Linked DNA regions of Mus musculus: region 2 is linked to region 1. The links are chromatin contacts, called in public Hi-C maps. All regions are on one chromosome and are shown on one strand. The core of a region is the stretch at or near the end of the contact, and the rest is flanking DNA. Distances in the headings are between cores, read along the strand shown.

The links. Hi-C and Micro-C count contacts between places; a contact is called where the count stands out from the background.
Region 2: a Hi-C map of embryonic stem cells shows a contact between it and region 1, with 4 times the contacts expected there. The contact joins two enhancer-like sites. A contact is called at or near these places in 5 of 484 Hi-C or Micro-C datasets (all in embryonic stem cells) and 5 of 115 datasets of contacts at active chromatin or transcription factors (embryonic stem cells and pancreatic cancer cells).

What each region holds. Positions count from the first base shown.
Region 1 is chr4:141,568,373-141,571,989 of GRCm38.p6, reverse strand. No RefSeq gene overlaps it. Among named protein-coding and RNA genes, the nearest start is that of B330016D10Rik, 24 kb to the right of the region's middle. Within about 2 kb of position 1,784, at least 79 of the 459 cell types and tissues checked have an H3K27ac peak or open chromatin away from gene starts, as enhancers often do. A contact at or near this core is called in embryonic stem cells, where this site is marked.
Region 2 is chr4:142,066,854-142,070,943 of GRCm38.p6, reverse strand. The region is part of intron 1 of Tmem51 (transmembrane protein 51); the gene reads left to right. Among named protein-coding and RNA genes, the nearest start is that of Tmem51os1, 15 kb to the left of the region's middle. Within about 2 kb of position 1,378, at least 25 of the 459 cell types and tissues checked have an H3K27ac peak or open chromatin away from gene starts, as enhancers often do. A contact at or near this core is called in embryonic stem cells, where this site is marked.

The DNA of each region.
Region 1 (3,617 bases), core at 535-3,034:
CGGAGCTCTGCCATTATGGCTCTGCCATGTGGTTGACACCTCTGTCTCCTGCGGGAGATAAGTGTCGGCCCGGAGCTCCGTCATTAAACTACCTCATGCTTTTATATCAAAAAAAAAAAAAAAAAAAAAAGCAGGACACCAGCACTCAGGAGGCAGAGGCAGGCGGATTTCTGAGTTCGAGGCCAGCCTGGTCTACAAAGTGAGCTCCAGGACAACCAGAGCTATAAAGAGAAACCCTGTCTTGAAAAACCAAAAAAAAAAAAAAAAGCAGGACAGTGGCCTCCAAGGGTGAGAGCCATTTGCCCCAGAGGAAGTGGTCACTGGGTCCAAGGGTCACCCTCCTCCCTCCTTGTGCACTTTGACCCCAGCCCTGAGGCAGACACCACCTGGACTCCTGGGGAGGTGGGAGGGAGTAGCTTGCCTGGGTGGGGCATCAGCTGTCCTCCTGTCCTCCATCTGCCCTTTGGGCACCGACTAGGAGGCCACGTCTGCACATCATGCCCAGTCCCCCCACACCCTCCGTCTGAGGCTGGTAAGTTTCCACTTTGGCTCCTCTGTCGTTTGAGTCAGGATTGACCTAACACCTAGGAGAGGCCACAGGAAGCTGTGAGCTTCCTTCTCCTGGGCCTGAGCTCTGTCGGCTTTCGTCCTCCGACAGTGTCCTTCCACTCTCTCAAGGGTGGATGATCAGAAATGGCAGAGAACAACGTGCCACCACTGTGCTGGCACTCTGATGCCAGAAACGGCATCCACCACTAGAACAAAAAGTGGCTGAAGGGCAGGGCAAATGACTGGGGAACTCCTGGACCCAGGATCCTGGGGAGCAGCCCCAGAGGCCCAAGTGGCAACCACTGACGAAAGACCTAGCAGGTACCAGGCACTAACAAGGCAGGCAGCCCTAGGGGAGGGTGGTATGTCCCCATGTTATACAGGGAGTAACCTGGAGTGCAAAAGGCATGATATCCACAAAAGGCTGGCCCATCAGGCTTTGTGTTAGCATTCTGCCTAAGCCCCACAGTTATCTGGCAACAGCCAGGTGTGCTGACCCACTAAAAAAGGGGCTGTTCACCCCTCCCTTGCTATTCTCTTCCCCCCTCCCCATTCTCTTTCCCCTTCTCTCTCCAGGTGCTCATGGCCAGTCTCTATTCTCTTCCTCTCCTTCTCCATCTCCTTCATCTTCTCCTCTTCCTCCTCCTCCTCCTCCTTCTTCTTCTCTCTCTCTCTCTCTCTCTCTCTCTCTCTCTCTCTCTCTCTCTCTCTCTCTGCCTATAACTCCCCTCCCCAGGCCCTGAATGAACTCTATTCTATACTCTACCTTCATGTGTGGCTGGTCCCTAAGGGGGAAGGGATGGCTCAGCATTGGCCCACTGAGGCACCCCCCCTTCCCCTATACCTGATTGCACCTCCATAGAACATATCCCCCGCTCCCTTTATCTTTGTTTGTTTGTTTGTTTTCTTTTTCAAGACAGGGTTTCTCTGTGTACTCACTTTGTAGACCAGGCTGGCCTAGAACTCAGAAATCCGCCTGCCTCTGCCTCCCGAGTGCTAGGATTAAAGGCATGCGCCACCACACCCAGCTTCTCTTTATCACTTCACTTTGTGTGAAGACAGACAGACATGTGAGCTTCCCTGAGGGTAGGTGGGAAGGTAGGCAGAGGGCAGATTACCTCTGCTGGGATAGCTAAAGAATGCGGAAACAACCAAAAGCAAGGGAGTGGGGTTGGTGCAGTGAGGAACAGAAGGTGCTGGGCCAGAGGTCAGTCTGTGGTCACAGGACGTGAACCTTAGCTGCCCCCGCCCCCATGTGACTTGTTTGTTTCCCTCAATTGTCAGCGCGCACAGAGCAGCCTGTACAGGCCAGCCCTTAGTAAGTATGTGTGGAATGAATGCATCCACCCTCGGGAATTTGGAGAGAGGTGACTTACAAACTGGAACCCAGAGAGTCATGTGGAAATTGGTGATGGCCCACACACAGCCCTTCTGGAAACTCTAATTGTCTTCTTCCAGACCAGATCAATCAATGTCTGTAAGAGTGCTAGAGAGGGCTGAAGAGGTGGCTCAGGAGCCAAAAGCAACAGCTGCTCTTCTGGAGGACCTGGGTTCCATTCTCAGCACCCACATGGCAGCTCACACCTGTCTGTAATTCCCGTTCCAGGAGAACAGATGTTTCTTAGGCATAGTGCATACCTTTAACTACAGCATTCCAGGAGGCTGAGGCAGGAGGATCACTCCAAGTTCGAAGCCAGTTTCAGACCAGCTAGGATTACATATCTAGACCTGGTCTTGAAAGAGAGGGAGCCAGCTCTGTGGCAGCTCTATGGCACGCAGCAGAGTGTCACCCCTCTCTGTTGTGAAGAAGTGACACACCAGAAGAGGGTGTCAGATCTCATTACAGATGGTCATGAGCCACCATGTAGTTGCTGGGAATTGAGCTCAGGACCTCTGGAAGAACAGTCAGTGCTTTTAACTGCTGAGCCATCTCTCCAGCCCCATAAACCTATTTTTTTATTCTATTTATTTAGGCCTCTTACGCATCTGCTACTGAGCCACCACACCCTCAGACCCCCAAATTATATGATACATATGCATACATGCACACGCACGCATATGTCATATACACATATATAGTTTATTTGTGCGTATGTATGTAAATAGGCCTGCCGTGGCATGCAGATAAAGGTCAGAGGTCAAGTTTTCGGAAGTGAGCTCTCTCCTTCAAGTTCTATGTGGGTCTCAGGGACAGGATTCAGGGTGTGAGGCTTGTGTGGCAACTGCTTTTACCCATGAGTCACCTGGAGCACAGCCCTCTGGTTTGCTGTGACACAACCTCCTTATGTTGCCCCAGCCTGGACAGGCTGTAGGGCTGACCTGGAATTCATTATGTATAACTGACTGAGCTCACTGGTGCGGTGAGCCTCCTTCAGCTACCTCCCCCGGGTTACTCTGCTCCTTATGGGAGGCTTTTGTGATAACCCTATACAACAGCTACATTCCTGGGCCACCCTACTCCAGGATCCTGAGTAGGTTACTCCTGGGGGTTCTTATCTGACTTCCACGGGCCATCCACACACCTGGGTGCACACACAAAAACCATTTTTTTTTTAAAAAGGTTTATTTATTTTTATTTTTTGGATTTTCGAGACATGGTTTCTCTGTATAGCCCTGGCTGTCCTGGAACTCACTTTGTAGACCAGGCTGGCCTTGAACTCAGAAATCCGCCTGCCTCTGCCTCCCAAGTGCTGGGATTAAGGGTTTATTTATTTATTGATTTCATGTATATGAGTACACTGTGGCCATCTTCAGACACACCAGAAGAGGGCGTCAGATCCCATTACAGATGGTTGTGAGGCACCATGTGGTTGGTGGGAATTAAACTCAGGGTCTTAGGAAGAGCAATCAGTACTTTTAACTGCTGAGCCATCTCTCCAGCCCACAAAAACAATTCTTGAGACAGGGTTTCTCTATGTAGCTCTGACTGTCCTGGAACTCAGTCTATAAACCAGGCTGGCCTCAAACTCACAGAGATCTGCCTGTCTCTGCCTCCCGAGTGCTGGGTTCAAAGGTGTGTGCCATCACTGCTCATCGTAAAATATAATTTTGTGAAAGCCAAGAGGGCT
Region 2 (4,090 bases), core at 129-2,628, 500 kb before region 1:
AAGTAGTTAGGGAAATTCCTGAGGGACAGAGCCATCATTGTGATGAAAGCCTAAGATGTTTGGGGACTGTCCTTAACAGGATTGCTATCTGGAGAAGAGGGAGGTATGTCCTCCAATTATCCTCGTGGATAGGGAGCTATTGAATGTTCGGAACAATCTTCTGACTAGTAGGGAAACTGAGGCAGGGGGCTACTACCCACTGTGCAACATCTCCACATCTCCAGGGTTTCTGTCCTTTAGATCACAACTTGAATAGTTGTAATTTAAATAGGGATGGGAGGGTCCTGGCTCCTCGTGGTCATTAGGGACTCCTGTTCTTTAGGGACCTCCTGGTCATTAGGGACTACTGATCTTCAGTACTTTCATTTCTGAGGGGTCGATTAATAATATTCCCAGCCAGGCCATTTGCCTGCCATGTGGTGGGCCAGTTCTCAAGGAAGCTAAGTATGGCCAGTCTGGGCTACAAAGAGAGACCAGTATGGAGTTTGGGGAGACTTCTGGGGTAAAGAAGTGGGGTGATTCATAGCTTAGGGGAGGTGACCAGAGTCACAGGGAATGTCCTGCAAATCCAGTATCAAACTTTTGGGCTCCTCGGGGTGCTTGTGTGTACTCACGGCAAGGTCAGCATGAACCAAGGGTGCTGGGGTTTTTTGTTTTTGGTTTTTTTTTTTTTTTGTTTGTTTGTTTTTTTGCTTTCTGACCCCAAAATTGATAGGTTATTTCTCCGACAGTGGAATGAGCCAATTCAAGCCAGATTTGATTATATAAAATGCAGGTTTATTGGGAAGCTGCACTCGAGCGAGTTCACTGGCCCCCAAGGATTGAGGCCAGAGGAGTCGACATGGGGATGGGGGGGGGGGAGAAAGAGAGATAGGGTGCTGGAAGAGAGAGAAGGGAGAGGAGGGGGAAGAGGGAGAGTGGGGAAGGGGGAGAGGGAGAGAGAGAGAGAAAGAGGGAGAGAGAGGGAGGGAGGGAGGGAGGGAGGGAGGGAGGGAGGGAGAGAGAGAGGGAGAGAGAGAGGGAGAGGGAGAGGGAGGGAGGGAGAGGGAGAGGGAGAGAGAGAGAGAGAGAGAGAGAGAGAGAGAGAGAGAGAGAGAGAGAGAGAGAGAGAGAGCAAAGTGTCTGGATTATATAGGGAAGAGCCTCTTAGGAAGGGCAGTCCAGCCCCCTCCCGCCCCCCCCCCCAGCTGGAAAGTGGGGGCAGGTATGGACTGAGGGATGCTTTGTGGAGGCCAGGTCTGCTTTGATATGTAAAATATGCACCTTAGTCCTTTGTCCCAGGGTCCAAAACCAAACAAAAAGGTCACATGCTGGACACCAGTGCAAACCAGTGGTTTCAACAGAAGCAACTTGCAAGCTTCTGTATAAAGAGCCAAGGTAACAACTATTGTCCTCAGAGGGGCATCGGAGTGCAGCGGGCCCAGAGATCAGTACAGTTCAGTGCTCAGCAGTCTGCCGCCTCCGAACCTGCGTTGTTTTTCAATGCAACTGAAAGCCTGTGAGGCCAGGAACGGGACCCCTGTGTTGTTCCACTGTTGGTAACAGGGCCACCAGCTAGAAAAGAACCCCGGGGACTCAGCTCAGTCAGCCCCCTTCCAGACTCTGTGCTCTTTGTCTGTTTGCTAAATTGGCTTTCATTACCTTCCTTCTTTGTGTGAATGTGTGTACACAGGGGCACGTCCATGTGGCACGGCTGCACGTGGCAGTGAGAGGACACCTGAAGGAGTTGCTTCTCTCTCCCCACTTTGAGGGTCCCTGGGGTGGGGCTCAAGGTCAGGCCTGGAGGCTGGTGTCTTTACACACAGAACCAGTGGGATGCCTGCGTTTGTGTGGCCGAGGTAGCAAGCCCCTCTTCCCACTTAGCAAAAGGTGAAATCACGCGGAGTGTGTGTCTTGTAGGTGAGAATGCTCAGGATAAGCACGTGCATAGTTGCTGCGGCTGCTGGGTGTTCGACTCTTCCTGGAGGACATGCTGCTTTCTGTGGGAAGGAGGCTTGGCTAGACACCACCCATAAGGCTAAAACCTTCCCCCCACAACTGAAATATTCTTTCATGCGAATTAAGTGTCCGACACAATTTCGGTCCATCCACATGGGGGAAGAAGTAGGAAGGCACAGAAAGATGATTCCAACTGTAAAAGGGTGGGTTTCAAAACTGCCCTGGCTATTTTTCATTTCAAAGATGACATAAATAATACATCTTTTTAAAAATTTTGTATCATTGACTGTGTGAGTGAAGAGCTTGTAGGGACCATGCACATGACACGGCTTAAATATGACACAACTTTAAATATGACACAGCTTAAATATGGAGATCAGAGGACAACATTCTCTTACGGGGGATGGAATCCAGGTTGCCCGGGAAGCTCTTGTACCTGCTGAGACATCTTGGGGAGGGGGGGGCAGAGAGTAAGCCATTTACCATACGGTTCTGACAGTAAACTATGTGAGGTTTATATACCCTCTGTTCTCAGCTGTACCATATTCCTTACCAAGAAGTATGTATTACCTTGGATTATGGCAACATTAAAATTCAAACCTTTGTCCTAATGATAGTGGTGACCTTGGACCAATCAATGCTCAGGTCTCTCAATAGAGAGAATAATTTTAGGATTTTGTGAGATCTGGGCATGATGGCCTGCAAGCCTGTAATTCCAGCACTTTAGAAACTGAGGCAGGAGGATAGAGAATTTGAGGCCAGGCTGGACCAAGGGTATGTGTGTGTGTGTGGAATTTTGCAAAGACTAAATGAACCAAGTGCTAGTTGTGAATTTTTTTACTGTTGCATTTTTAAAAGACACAATCTCACACAGACCAGGCTAGACTCTAATCCACTATGTAGCCAAGGATGGCCTTGAATGTCTGTTCCTCTCGTGCCACCCTTCTCAGTACTGAGAGGATACGAATGCACCGCCACGTGCTGAGGACGGAACTCAGGGACTCGTCTAAGCCAGGCAAGCGTCTCCAGACCCCACGAGCTTTGGAAAAGCTTTCCCTTGGGGTGAGCCTGTTTGTAATTAAAACCAGCCACATCTAGCAGCCCATGGGGTTTCATCTCAGAAGGACCAGTGCTGTGAGCGATCCGACTACCCCATGGTGTTCATCTGCTCTGCGTCTGGACACAGTGGCACAAAGAGGCCGGGCTCCTGCTTTGCTATGTCACCAAGGGCTCCTCCAACTGTCATCTCGTTTCTGTCTCCTGCACAAAGAAACAGTTTGGTGTTCTGACGTAGTGACAAATAAGGACGGCGGAGTCGGACAGTAGAGCCCTCATCTATTACCCAGGGAGAAGGATACTGCCACCTGCCCAGGGTGCGGCTGAGGATTCAACATTCCGGTATGGATGAGCTCAGCCAGAACCAACCCAGGTGACATACCACAGCTCAGAAATTCACGTGACGTCAAAAATCGCTTTAAAGTAACTGATTCAGTCAGTTAGTATATTGATAAACCGGTGTAGCCTCCTCTTTGTCATCTCAAAGTCTTTTCCTCACCCCACCCCTTCGGTGAACCGGTTGCCAGTGCTGGGCAGAAGAGCAAAGGCCTGTGATCCTAGCTGCTCCGGAGGCTGGGGCTGAGCATCTCAAGTCCCAGGAGCAGCTGAGTGAGATTCCATCCCAAATTTCAAAGTGAAAAGGGCCAGGTATGGTGGCACCCACCTTCAACCCCAGCATTCCCAAGGCGGAGGAAAACAGACTTCTGTTCCTTTGAGGCCAGCCTGCGCTACACATGGAATTCTAAACCAGCCAGGGCTATAAAGTGACAGTTTGTCTCAAACAAACAAACAAACGAAAACCAAAATGTGAAGAGGTCAAAGCTACATTACAGGGTAGCGTGCTTGCCTAGCAGGTGTGAGACCCCGTGTTCAACCTCCACTCTCCCCTCCACTGCAAAGAAAAACCCAACTCTCTTAAGCAAGTATGCAAAGCACCCCCACCCCATGTGCCGGTCGGTGGCTGCTGGCAACCACTAACCCCAATGTCTGTCTGGACGTTTCCTTTAAATGGAGTCACTTATCATATGACCTGGTACAGGCAGCTTCTTTTTTAAAAAAAAATGTTATTGCATTTTTATTTGTTTGTGTGTGTTTC